Linked DNA regions of Sus scrofa: all the other regions are linked to region 1. The links are chromatin contacts, called in public HiChIP or PLAC-seq and promoter capture Hi-C maps. All regions are on one chromosome and are shown on one strand. The core of a region is the stretch at or near the end of the contact, and the rest is flanking DNA. Distances in the headings are between cores, read along the strand shown. Region 1 holds the start of ZBTB20 (zinc finger and BTB domain-containing protein 20). Region 2 overlaps ZBTB20 (zinc finger and BTB domain-containing protein 20). Region 3 overlaps ZBTB20 (zinc finger and BTB domain-containing protein 20). Region 4 holds the start of TIGIT (T-cell immunoreceptor with Ig and ITIM domains).

Region 1 (2,700 bases), core at 61-2,560:
TACTTCCTGGTTCATTCAAATTTTTATTGGAAAACTGTCACCCTGCTACTGACCCCATTCAACTGGGTTCAGCGTTAAGAGATCAGCGGATTACCGTGCTAGGTAGCGTAGCTGTACGCCATATTGTGTTTTTCGCTAATGTTTATAGTTTATGTGTGTGCCTAGCATATGTTTGTGCAAGTGTGTTTATCAATATAACTTTTAGAAAATCCCTTCCTCCTGCCTCTTCAGCATCCTTAAAAAGGATAACAGCTTCGGGAGGGGCGGGGCATGAGGCGGGTGGTGGGAGGTGACCAGAACGCCACCCGGACAGAAATGCATTAAACAATGTAAAAGAGAGTGCGTTTCTTTTAAACTTTCAAAAAGCATCCAACCATTTTATCTCAGCTATGAAAAAGAGCAAACATATTTTAATATTTCCAAAGGGGCCCAAAGGAAGAGAGAAAGAAGGAAAGGTGTGTCTTCCCTTCCCAAGCCCCCTCCTCTACAGTCGCAGCAGCGAAGCAGGCGGCGGCCGGTAGCTCCCGCGTCTTGAGGGGCGTCCAGCGGCTCTGGGGCCAGGACCCCTCCCGCCCCCCAGTTCTCTGAAGACGCTCCAGAGACCGCCAGAGCCACGGCAAGTGGGGAAGGGCGAGGAGGGAGGGGACGGAAGACAAGCGGGCGCCTCTAGCAGCTCCTGAGCCCCGGCTAGTCCCCCTCAGCTCCTCTTCTTGGAAGCGGCAGCTCCAGGCGCGGGGAGTAGAGAGAAGAAGGCAGAAGACACGTTTCCAGCTGCGGGACGCCCCGCCCGCCCTAGGACCCCGGACCCTCCCGCGCTCCCTCCCTCCGCGCCTGGTCGGGCGAGGCCGCCGCAGCCGCTTGGAGCGAGGAGGGGCGCCCGGGGGAAGGGGGCGCGGAGGGGGGACGCCTGGGGGAGGGGGCGTTCGCTTGGCCCGCCAACGGCCCGCGAGCTCGCCACTCTAACTCGCTCCCCCAACCCCACCCCGCGCCCCTCCTTTCCCGTCCCGCCACCCCCAACTCCTAGCGCCTCGCAGACGCCTGGTCCCCCACGGCATGCACACACCCCTCCCTCCCGCCCGCCAGCCCCACAACAAATTAGAGTTTTTGGCGTTACCTCCTCGCGCTCTTTAATCTTCTTTCCTCAACTCCTAAACTTCCCCCGCCCCTACTTCTTCGGCAAAAAGCCCACATTGGCCGCCTCACGCCGCGAACCCTCTATCTTTTCCTACTATTCGGTTTCCCTAATGCCACTCTTGGCTTCAGTGAGCCAATAAGAATGGGACGCCCCTCGTGAAGTTGCCGCCCATAAACAAAATACACTCTTCCTCCTCCCCTCACCTGTCCCCGCCCCCATTGCCTCTTCCCTCATCTCTACCACCTTCGATTGGACTAGAAAAGGCCCAATCCGCTATCTCAGACACCCATTGGGGCACGGAAACTTCGCTCAGAGAACTGTTAACAGGCAATTGGTCAGCAATCTTCCCACTTCCCCCCCACCTCTGCCGCACATTCGCCCACTCTGGAGAGGTCAGTCATATCTCGTTGTTCAGTGATCCGAGAGATGGGATTCTATTGGTTGAGAGAGCCCGTCAGACCGGACTGGAGTGAGCCATGATTGGTCAACACAAACACGATCAAGTGTGGTTGTCTACTCCTCCGATCCTCCTTTTTTTCTCCACGCCCCTGCCCCCTCCCGCCTGCTTTTACTTTCTACGCATTTCTATTTCCTCCTTTATTTATTTATTTGTGATAAACTTAAATGACCCGGCGACGGAGGCGGGACTCGAGACGAGGACGAAGATGACGAGGGACGGCCGGGGGCCAATTGCCGAGGGGGCTGCCGCGTGAGGGGCAGCGGCGTTGGCCAGTGAGAGGCAGGTGTCTGGAGCGCTCTAGGCCTATGGAGCCGGGATGCCCCAGCGGAGGCGGCGGTTACCCGCTGTCTGGCGCGGCAGGCTGGCGGGGGGGTAGCCACGGGAGGCGAGAAGCGGGGTGTCTCTGTCGCCGACAGCTGAGGCGGCAGGAGAAATATGGATGAGGGGCGGTGTGAGAGAAAACGGGAGAGAGGGTCTGCCGAGGCGGCGGCGCTCAAGGCCACGCTGGGTCAGGCTTGATTCCTGAGGAGTGGGGTGCAGGTTGCCAAGCCGGGAGGTCACCAGAGGCCGCTGAAGCAGTGCCAGTGCTCAATGGGAAAATGTGTTCGTTCAGGAGGTTTAGAAAAATACTATGTAAAACAGTTTGGAGTAAGCTGCCCTTAATATAAATGAGGATATTATTCTAGCGGGAAAAGCAGATTACTAAACGCCTGAAGTACCTACGACCCAACCGGAGCCTACAAAATTGAATATCCTGAGGGGTAAACCGAAGGAACAAATAAAGCAACACGGAAAATTAAATGCGGGTCAGATGCTTCAGTAAAACCTTCATCCTCATCCATTTGTCACTCAACATAGCACTTCCCAGAGACATATTCTTACCAAGAGTTGGTCCAGTACCCAGGCATTAGGGGGAAAAAAAAAAAAAAAAAAAAAGAATGAAGCTTAAAGCCGGCAGGAAGCTCAGGAAAGATTCCTAAAAAGGACTAAATGAAAAAATAAATAAATAAATAAATCTGCAGAATAAAAAATTGCCATAATTAGGGAATTCAGAAATAATTTATCACAAAATAAGAGACTTCATTAAGAATGCCATATGTACAAA
Region 2 (2,719 bases), core at 177-2,676, 740 kb before region 1:
TGCCAGCATGAGCTAGGAAATAAAACAAGCTGGTTTCTGCCCTCCCAGACTTGCGGTCTAATGTATACTGTTAAGCAGAGTAGCTTAGACAAAGCTGTCATTCAATATAGGTTTGTTGATGGAATGAAATTGAGTTGAAATGAAAGTTTATTTCGAGAATAGCTATAGTCTGAATCCCAATTAAGTCTCCTACTCCTTATGCAGCAGTGAAATCTACCTTGATTGGCTGTTTTTCCTCTGAACCCATGAAGGGCATCTGATCAGAGTAGGACCATTTTGCTCACTAAAGCTAGGCTGGTCCTCATGAGTCATTTAAATATCAGGATGAAACACTAGTGACAGATATCACTTAGAAAAAATATTTAAGATGCTCATGGACAAAGCCTTCAGCTGTGTGTTTCAGGGAATTAAGGAATGTCTCTTTCAAACAAGAGTACATGGCCAACTCACCAACATTGCTCTTTTAACTTTGCAAAAGTTGCATTGTTCTTTTTATCAATGGCCTTGCTTCCCTCCATAGATTTGATTCTGCTTCCTACATGAGTCGGGCACCATACCCTCCTGTTTGTTGTCTCAAGGGTCACCTCTGGAGAACATAGCATAGAGGCATTGCAACCACTTCTATGTGTAGAAAATACTGAAGCCTCAACCCTTTGGCCTCACCCCTCTGTTTGCCTAGTGTCATTCACTTATACTCCTGCACAGATAACAGAGATCCACTCACTCTCCTTAGAAACAATTCCTTTCCCACCTCACTCTTCTCCAATAATTCTAGACTCCCTTTTTCCAGAGCTGGGAAACACTAAGACAACAACAATCTAAGTCTAGACATGCACAGATGTCGTTTTGACCCTATTTTTGCAGTTCGTAGTTTATTAAGGAGGAAAAAGTAACTCATGTAGTAATTAGTTGCAAATAACCTTCTTTGGTTGTGTAAAAGAATTATATAAACATGGCACATCTGAGGGCAAGTCTCTCCCAGCCCCGGTGGCTGTGCATTATCCCCTGGAGCCTTTAGAGGGCAGCAGCACACCGGATGACTCCAGGCAGCTTGTCAGGCGAACTCCTCACCAGACCAGAACCTTCCTCCTGGTCACCATGCCAAAGGTTGGTTTGCCAAGCTCTGGCCGCTTAGCCTCTTTCTTTCTTTTCAGTTTCTCTCTCTCTTCTTCTCAATCTCTCTCTCTCTCACCCTCTCTCCCTCCCAACCTCTCTCCCTCAATGTTAAAATTATACACTCTGATGAAGTCGCCCCTCAACCGGAAAATGAAAGCTCCAATGAAAAAGTTAGACGAGCCAACGACAACAAAGAAAGAAACTGGGAGAAAGGGGAAAGGGGGCTGGTGAGGGGGAAGGATTTAAGAACAAGAAAAGGGCAGATGTTTCGTAAATATATGCAAAGCAAAACTGGGTGTACCCTGAACACTTCCACAGAGAAACAGACCAATCATTGTGCACTTCCTCCCGCCACACTGGTGGAGCTCTGCATTCAAAAAAAAAAAAAAAAGAAAAAGAAAAAGTGTGGCCGTAGGCACCTGCCTTTCAACGGTCAGTTCTGACCTTCTGACTATCTCCCAATTGTCCAAAGAGAACAAAAACATTTTCATCTCCCCACTGCAAACCTTTCTGTTATGAGAAAAAGGCTGCTTCACAAACTAGGGAGGTGTTTTAAGGTGACAGGGCAGCTGAGTTAGCCAGCAGGATCTACTGGTTTTTAACTCTCATCATGCTGGCCCTGGCAACACGTTTTGGGCTGAAACATAGCAGTGAGTAAGGTTGTGGATGATGTTGGCTCTCTCCTTACCAGACCATATTGTATGGGGAAAGAAATATACATGAAAACATATTGAGGAGATGGGAGGTATTAAGCATGTTAAATACATGGAAATTAACTAGATCGGTGGCATTTGATGTATAGATTTCACACGTCTTTGCACATATTGCACACATACAGTGATGGCAATGCTTGCTGCAACATATGGAAAATAAATATTTTATCTGTGCGAGTTCTCATCAGTCTCTAGGGGCTGCTGAGAGGAGAGTATTCTCTTCTGTCTCCCTCTCCCAGTTTTCTCTTCTCGCTCAGTTCCCACCCTTTCCTGCACATTAATGTGCCTTTCACTTATCAGCCTGGCTGGATGGAAAAGAATTAGTCAGAACCTCCTTTTGATAAACAGTCATTGGATCATGACAACTTTGACCCATGACCCTCCTCATCAACCCCTCCTCTGTGCCCCCGCCCTGATTTTTTTTGGCTTGGTAACCATTTCCTTTCTCTCTTTCCCAGTGGTGCATGGAAGAGGCTTGGGGAGGGGGGCATAGGGGAGGTGGTACCAAAATACCCCAGTGGAGGTTGGTGGTAGACCTGAGGTACACCATCCAGTAGCTGTGTGCCCTAGGGACATTCCTTTGCTTCTCTGGGCCTCAGTTTTTTCATCCATAAAATGGAAATAATAGAACTTACCTTAAAAGGTAAGTTCTAAGGGCTGATGTGAGGATTACATGAGATAATTCCTATAAGAGAGTGGCACAGTGCTGGCACACGGAGTGCCCCGTGATGGTAGCTCTTTCACAGAGTGTCAGTTCTGTGGTTTTCATCATTTCAGCTATAAGGAGGTACTTCCTTTATCTTAGTAACCTTTTTAATATCTAGATCAGGTCAGGGGCAAATGGATGGTAATTGTAGCAAAGGCAGAAAGAATCTAGGGTGAGCAATCCC
Region 3 (2,725 bases), core at 38-2,537, 760 kb before region 1:
CCTTTATTACCATACTCCCAGTCATCTGGGACTTTCAATGTTCAGTATGAATTCAGGGTCTAAGGTAATTGGTTTTTCATGTGTTCACTGTATTTCCCACAATCTGTGCTCCTTCATTAATGATTTTGGACACATACCATACTGTCCTCATCTCTCTGCTTCCACTTCCCCCAAGAGACAGCTCATTAAGTCCTCCTATCATTGAAGATTCATTGGAACTTAAAGATGAGCCACACCTTGTAACTCAAAGTGAGAAGAGATGACTAATCTGTGATGTGATATAAAAATGATCGAGTCGGTGTTCCCGTCATGGCTCAGCGGAAACGAATCTGACTAGGAAATATGAGGTTGCGGGTTCCATCCCTGGCCTCACTCAGTGGGTTAAGGATCCGGCATTGCTGTGCGCTGCGGCACAGGTTGCAGATGCAGCTCAGATCTGGCGTTGCTGGGGCTCTGGTGTAGGCCAGCAGCTGTAGCTCTGATTCGACCCCTAGCCTGGGAACCTCCATATGCAGCAGGTGTGGCCCTAAAAAGCAAAAAAAAAAAAAAAAAAAAAAAGATCAGGCCAAAGACATGGAAATAACTTAAATGTCCCTCAGCAGAGGAATGGATAAAGATGTGGTGTATATGTAAATGTGTATGTACACACACACACACACACACACAATACTACTCACTCAACATGAATGGACCTACAGATAATCATACTAAGCAGTGAGTCAGAAAGAAAAAGGCAAATATCATATGACATCACTTATACGTGGACTCTAAAATACAACACAAATGAACATATCTGCAAAACAGAACAGACTCACAGACATAGAGAACAGACCTAATGGCTGCAGGTGTCGGGGAGGATTGGGAGTTTGGGATGAGCAGATGCAAATTGGTGTATATAGGATAGATAAACAATAAGGTCCAACTGTAGAGCACAGAGAACTATATTCAATATCGTGTGAGAAACCAAAATGTGAAAGAATATGAGAAATAATACAGATATATCTGAATCACTCTGCTGTACAGCAGAAATTAACACATTATAAGGCAACTACAATAAAATGAAAAATAAATAAATAAAAGTTGACAGTAAATTAGGAAAAAAAAAGATCAGGCCAAATTCCTACCACTCTTGCCTAACTTAGGGAAGCTAAACTGCTTGGTAACAGATGTTACAGAGATATCTATCAATCAGCTTTGATAAGGGGTATTTATATTTGCATAAACAGTGTCAGGGATTGTTTAGAATCTTTTCACTTGGTGGCCACTGGGTGTCCTCATTTACAAAGTAAATATGCAATATTTAGTGCAGGTCACCAGAGAGAATAAAAGGCTCTAGTTTTCTCTTTGGCCTTTCACATACTGGGTATAAATTTATTGCTGAACTCACAACCAGGTCACATATTAGTCATGTTTAAAAACCTTCAGGTCAAACTGTTAAGGTTTATAACCAAAAGTAACTTCGGCAGGTTCCAGACATGAATTTACAAGGCTGTTTCCTTAGTAGAGGGGACTGTGAGCCAGTTATTAGAATGAACCCTTATTCATTTGAAAATTGGCATGGGATTTTGACTATTTGCCGAGAGAGCCAGGAGAGAGAAGCAGAGAAGGTCTTAATTTATTCTTGAAAGAAAAGAGAACATCAACTATCTCCATGGGATATTTGTTAAATTCTGTTTTTATCTCAACTTTTCTGAAAACCAATTAAAAATAATAATGAGAAAGATAAAATATGTCCTTTGCTTGGGGAACCTGAAATAATGTGAAAAATAATACAATGAGCTGTGTCATATAATGGTTATCAATCATTTCATATTTCAAGACAAAGAATTGTTATTCCTTTGTGGACCAGTTATTCCACGTGCAAAAGAAAGATGTCTGTGCTTCACAAGGATGTTACAGGACAAACAGAATGTGAAGGCACGAAGCATTCCGAAGAAGAGAAACTGTATGCAAGATAGATTTAAGGCATTACTAATATTCTAATTATGGTTGAGTCACAGTTGTATGACTTGTTCCTGATGGCAGACAGAAGTCAAGGCCAGAGCTCCCAGAGCCAACAAATATTTACTGTTTCAGCCACACCAAGGCACTGTGTGTGACATACTGCTTGGCAATCACTTCGTTCTCCCTAAAGTGACTTTTTGCATGCTTAGGTTTGTCAGTGCTTCTAAATTTAGATTATATACATCTTGGATGAGATTATTTCCTTGCAGGGCCAAAAGGATTTCCTTCTCCCCACCTTGCAAATTCTCAAACTTGAAATACAGAACTGCTGAAGATATTAACAATACCTGCTTTAACTAGCTTTAACTTGCTTTTTAAAAGCAAAGTTAACTGTACTTTTTTTTCACTAGTGTATATCCCCGGATGAATAATTATTTCACATCATTTCAGTATATAAACTAGCAGTATGATTCGGTGCCATAGCTAACAATTTATACAGATATCAGGGAAACTAGGAAGGTCCGAGGGCCCTTCGTTGCCTTTCCGAGATGTTCTCTGGCTGACTTGGCTTTGCTTGACAGCCTTTTCTGTTTCTAAAGGACCACCCACCCATGCCTCTAGTACAGCCATTTCTAACTCTTAATCAACAGTTTAAATCCCCAATAATGCATAATAGCTGGGTCACTTTCACCCTGAGTGTCTTCTAAAGAATCACCATGTATTCAGAGTGTATAGAAGTGTCTCCTTTCTTCTACAGATTCTTAAATTCCTGGGATTTACA
Region 4 (2,702 bases), core at 170-2,669, 940 kb before region 1:
GTTAAATACCTGATATTTGGCTCTCCAGGTGAAAAAAAAGCCCTAATTTACATAATTTGTCAATTTCTGTGGTACAGTTACTCCCATCCTTGTCGGTTTCAAGTTACACCACAGGATTAACAACTGGCTTAAAAAATTCCTCAGATTTGGCCAATCCTCTCTCACTAGCCATTAGGAACTGACTCCAAGGCCACCACTGAGGAGTTCCCATTGTGGCTCTGAGGGTTAAGAACCCGACATAGTGTCTCCAAGGATATGGGTTTGATCCCTGGCTTCCCTCAGTGGGTTAAGGATCTGGTAATGCCGCAAGTTGTGGCTCAGGTTGTAGATGCAGCTTGGATCTGGTGTTGCTGATGCTGTAGGGTACAGCTCGCATTTGACCCCTGGCCCCGGGGAACTTCCAAGTGCTGCAGGTGCGGCCCTGAAAAATAAAAAAATAATAAACAAGCCCACCACTGAGAGCTGCACACTTGCCTAGCTATGCTTCAGCATCCAGCAATTTCTTGGAGGTTCTCATTAATTCAATAAGTCAGTGAGTGTAGGGAACTGACTTCATTTTACAAAGGAGGAATCAGAGCCATAGAGAGGCTGCACGATGGAACCAAGTTCCCATAGCTGGGGGCAGTGCAGACTCTGAGGTCAGGTGTCTCTTGAGTGCCCTCTCCTTGTAAAGGGCATTGCAAGTCTTCCAGGCCTTGTGAGGACAAGGGCTTCCCCAGCAAAGGTAGCATTGACAGGTGTATTATGAGGGCACCAGGGCCATCCAGAACAGAGCTTCCTCAATTAGTTTGATTCTATTCATTGTCTGGGGGTCCCGTTAAAATACATATTCCAAGGCCACCCCCTTGGATATTTGGTCCAGTCTAGAAGTGTGGTCCAGTCTAGAAGTGTGTATTTTTAACAAGCAAGAGGATTATGATTAGGCAAGCTGGAGAAAGAGCCTGGGGGAAAATTTCTGCGTCAAAAATTCTTGCTAACTTGGGTAAGAAGTGAGAGATGAGACTACACTGACCCTGTTACATTTATATTTTTTCTTCTTAATTTTAAAACATGATTAAATATTTCGAATAAATGAGCTCCCCCACCTCCATTTGCTTCCCAGGTTTTTCCGCCAGGAAGCTGGCATAGGAGCTGAGGCACGGAGGCTGTTCCGAGATTGACCAGCGGAGGGCACCATAATGCAGCAAGAACCCCGCCAGCGCGGCGGGGTGAGAAGTTCACTGCTCACCTGGGGGCTCTCCAGGCCTGGTGGGGAGGCGGAGAGGGAAGGCTCTCCCCCTCTTCCCGGTTCCTGCCGCCCTACAGGGACTCCGAATTCCCACTCGAGCAGACTGCTCAGCCTCCGGTCTCCTCCCTGATCGGTCGAAGAAGACTGACCTCAGGCGAGGGCAGGGCTGGGCGCCGGCCCAAGGCGCTCACCCGGCTCTTCCGGGTCTTTGGCCAGTGCGCGCCAGCGCGCTCTTCCCCGGGTCGCTGCCTGGCCAGGCTCCAGCCCTTTGAGCTCCTAGTTTCTGGGTCCCTTCTGGCCGCTACACTGGCTGTGTGCACAGTGGGTAAGTCAATGGACCTTGGAGACAGACTAATTAGCGTCTGAATCCCACTTGGCCTGTCGCTTAACCGTGTGGCCAGGGACCAGATATTTGACTTCTTTGAGACTCAATTTCCTCCTCTGCACAATGGGGATAATGATTCTGCCCGATAGGGCTGTTAACGGATATTGAATGAGATTATCCCTGTGAGATTTTTTTCTCAAAATATCCGGTATATACTAAAGAATTCAAAAAACAGTGTTATTATTTTTATTATTATTGTCATTTTTACTGTGCTAGGCCAAGGGGTCTGTGATTGTTCATATCAATAAGTTCACGGGTGTCTGCCCCTTATTCCTGATTATCAGGGAACATTAAATTTATTTGTTTAACAAACACACAAGTATAAAGCACTTTTTATGTGCTGGGCAACTGTTCAAAGTGCTTTACAAATATTAACTCATTTAATCTTCATAACGACCCTTTTGCTATTATCTCCACTGAACAGATAAAGGAACTGAGGCCCAGAGAGGTTAACTGACTTGCTCAATGTCACATTGTTATTAAGCGGTAGAGCCAGGATTTCCAGCCAGGCAGTGTGGCTCAGAGCTAGAGGGGCCTGGAGTATGGCTAAGGGCCTCTAAGGCAGTGATCTGGAGTAGAAAGATGCTGACTGAATCCTTACTTCTGTACCCATCAGCTGTGCCATCTGGGCAAGCTTACCTACACAGTCTAGAATCATAAAGATCTTTACTTATACAGAATGCAGATAATACACCTACCTTGCTAGGGCGTTGTGAGGATTAGCAATAATGACAAGCTCTTGCCTGGCACACACTACATGCTAAATAAATGGTAGCTAGTTCTACTCTTGCTGCTTTTAGATTCACTCAAGTTAGGATTAGCATGGAGGTAGCCAGGGCACTGAAGACAAAGGAAATGTGCCTGGTTTACTCCCAGGAAATTGCGCCTAGAGGGGTGGCCTGCCTTCCTGGATGGTGGCTCCTCTCTCAGCGTCCCATCCCCATCTCCACCAGTAAAGAGGCCACTTGATGAAAAGGACGTAGGAGTGGTGTGGGAGACTCCAGTTTCTAGTCCCAGAACTAACAGGCTGCAGGACCCCTGGGAGCATGTGACATTTCTGCACAAATGAATTAAACTATGATGCCCCTT

What was found. Promoter capture Hi-C pulls out the DNA fragments that hold promoters and counts their contacts. HiChIP or PLAC-seq counts read pairs in DNA pulled down with a chosen protein or histone mark.
Region 2: an H3K27ac HiChIP or PLAC-seq map of skeletal muscle shows a contact between it and region 1, with 7 times the contacts expected there. The contact joins the enhancer-like site here to the promoter of ZBTB20 in region 1. A contact is called at or near these places in 1 of 5 promoter capture datasets (fetal skeletal muscle), 9 of 47 Hi-C or Micro-C datasets (alveolar macrophages, brain, fetal heart ventricle and 5 more) and 2 of 2 datasets of contacts at active chromatin or transcription factors (alveolar macrophages and skeletal muscle).
Region 3: a contact with region 1 is called in an H3K27ac HiChIP or PLAC-seq map of skeletal muscle, with 9 times the contacts expected there. The contact joins the enhancer-like site here to the promoter of ZBTB20 in region 1. A contact is called at or near these places in 1 of 5 promoter capture datasets (liver), 12 of 47 Hi-C or Micro-C datasets (alveolar macrophages, brain, embryonic fibroblasts and 6 more) and 2 of 2 datasets of contacts at active chromatin or transcription factors (alveolar macrophages and skeletal muscle).
Region 4: a promoter capture Hi-C map of fetal skeletal muscle shows a contact between it and region 1, with 4 times the contacts expected there. The contact joins the promoter of TIGIT here to the promoter of ZBTB20 in region 1. A contact is called at or near these places in 1 of 5 promoter capture datasets (fetal skeletal muscle), 4 of 47 Hi-C or Micro-C datasets (mesenteric adipose tissue, psoas muscle, retroperitoneal adipose tissue and 1 more) and 1 of 2 datasets of contacts at active chromatin or transcription factors (skeletal muscle).

What each region holds. Positions count from the first base shown.
Region 1 is chr13:144,854,431-144,857,130 of Sscrofa11.1, reverse strand. ZBTB20 (zinc finger and BTB domain-containing protein 20) reads right to left here and starts at 1,310. Exons shown (of 10, transcript XM_021071270.1): 1 at 1,115-1,310.
Region 2 is chr13:145,594,993-145,597,711 of Sscrofa11.1, reverse strand. The region is part of intron 6 of ZBTB20 (zinc finger and BTB domain-containing protein 20); the gene reads right to left. Among named protein-coding and RNA genes, the nearest start is that of DRD3, 170 kb to the left of the region's middle. Within about 2 kb of position 1,426, at least 47 of the 83 cell types and tissues checked have an H3K27ac peak or open chromatin away from gene starts, as enhancers often do. A contact at or near this core is called in alveolar macrophages, brain, fetal skeletal muscle and 4 more, where this site is marked.
Region 3 is chr13:145,616,238-145,618,962 of Sscrofa11.1, reverse strand. The region is part of intron 8 of ZBTB20 (zinc finger and BTB domain-containing protein 20); the gene reads right to left. Among named protein-coding and RNA genes, the nearest start is that of DRD3, 150 kb to the left of the region's middle. Within about 2 kb of position 1,287, at least 17 of the 83 cell types and tissues checked have an H3K27ac peak or open chromatin away from gene starts, as enhancers often do. A contact at or near this core is called in alveolar macrophages, liver and skeletal muscle, where this site is marked.
Region 4 is chr13:145,797,741-145,800,442 of Sscrofa11.1, reverse strand. It overlaps TIGIT (T-cell immunoreceptor with Ig and ITIM domains), which reads left to right and starts at 1,419. Exons shown (of 7, transcript XM_003358804.4): 1 at 1,419-1,553. The region is part of intron 4 of DRD3 (D(3) dopamine receptor); the gene reads right to left.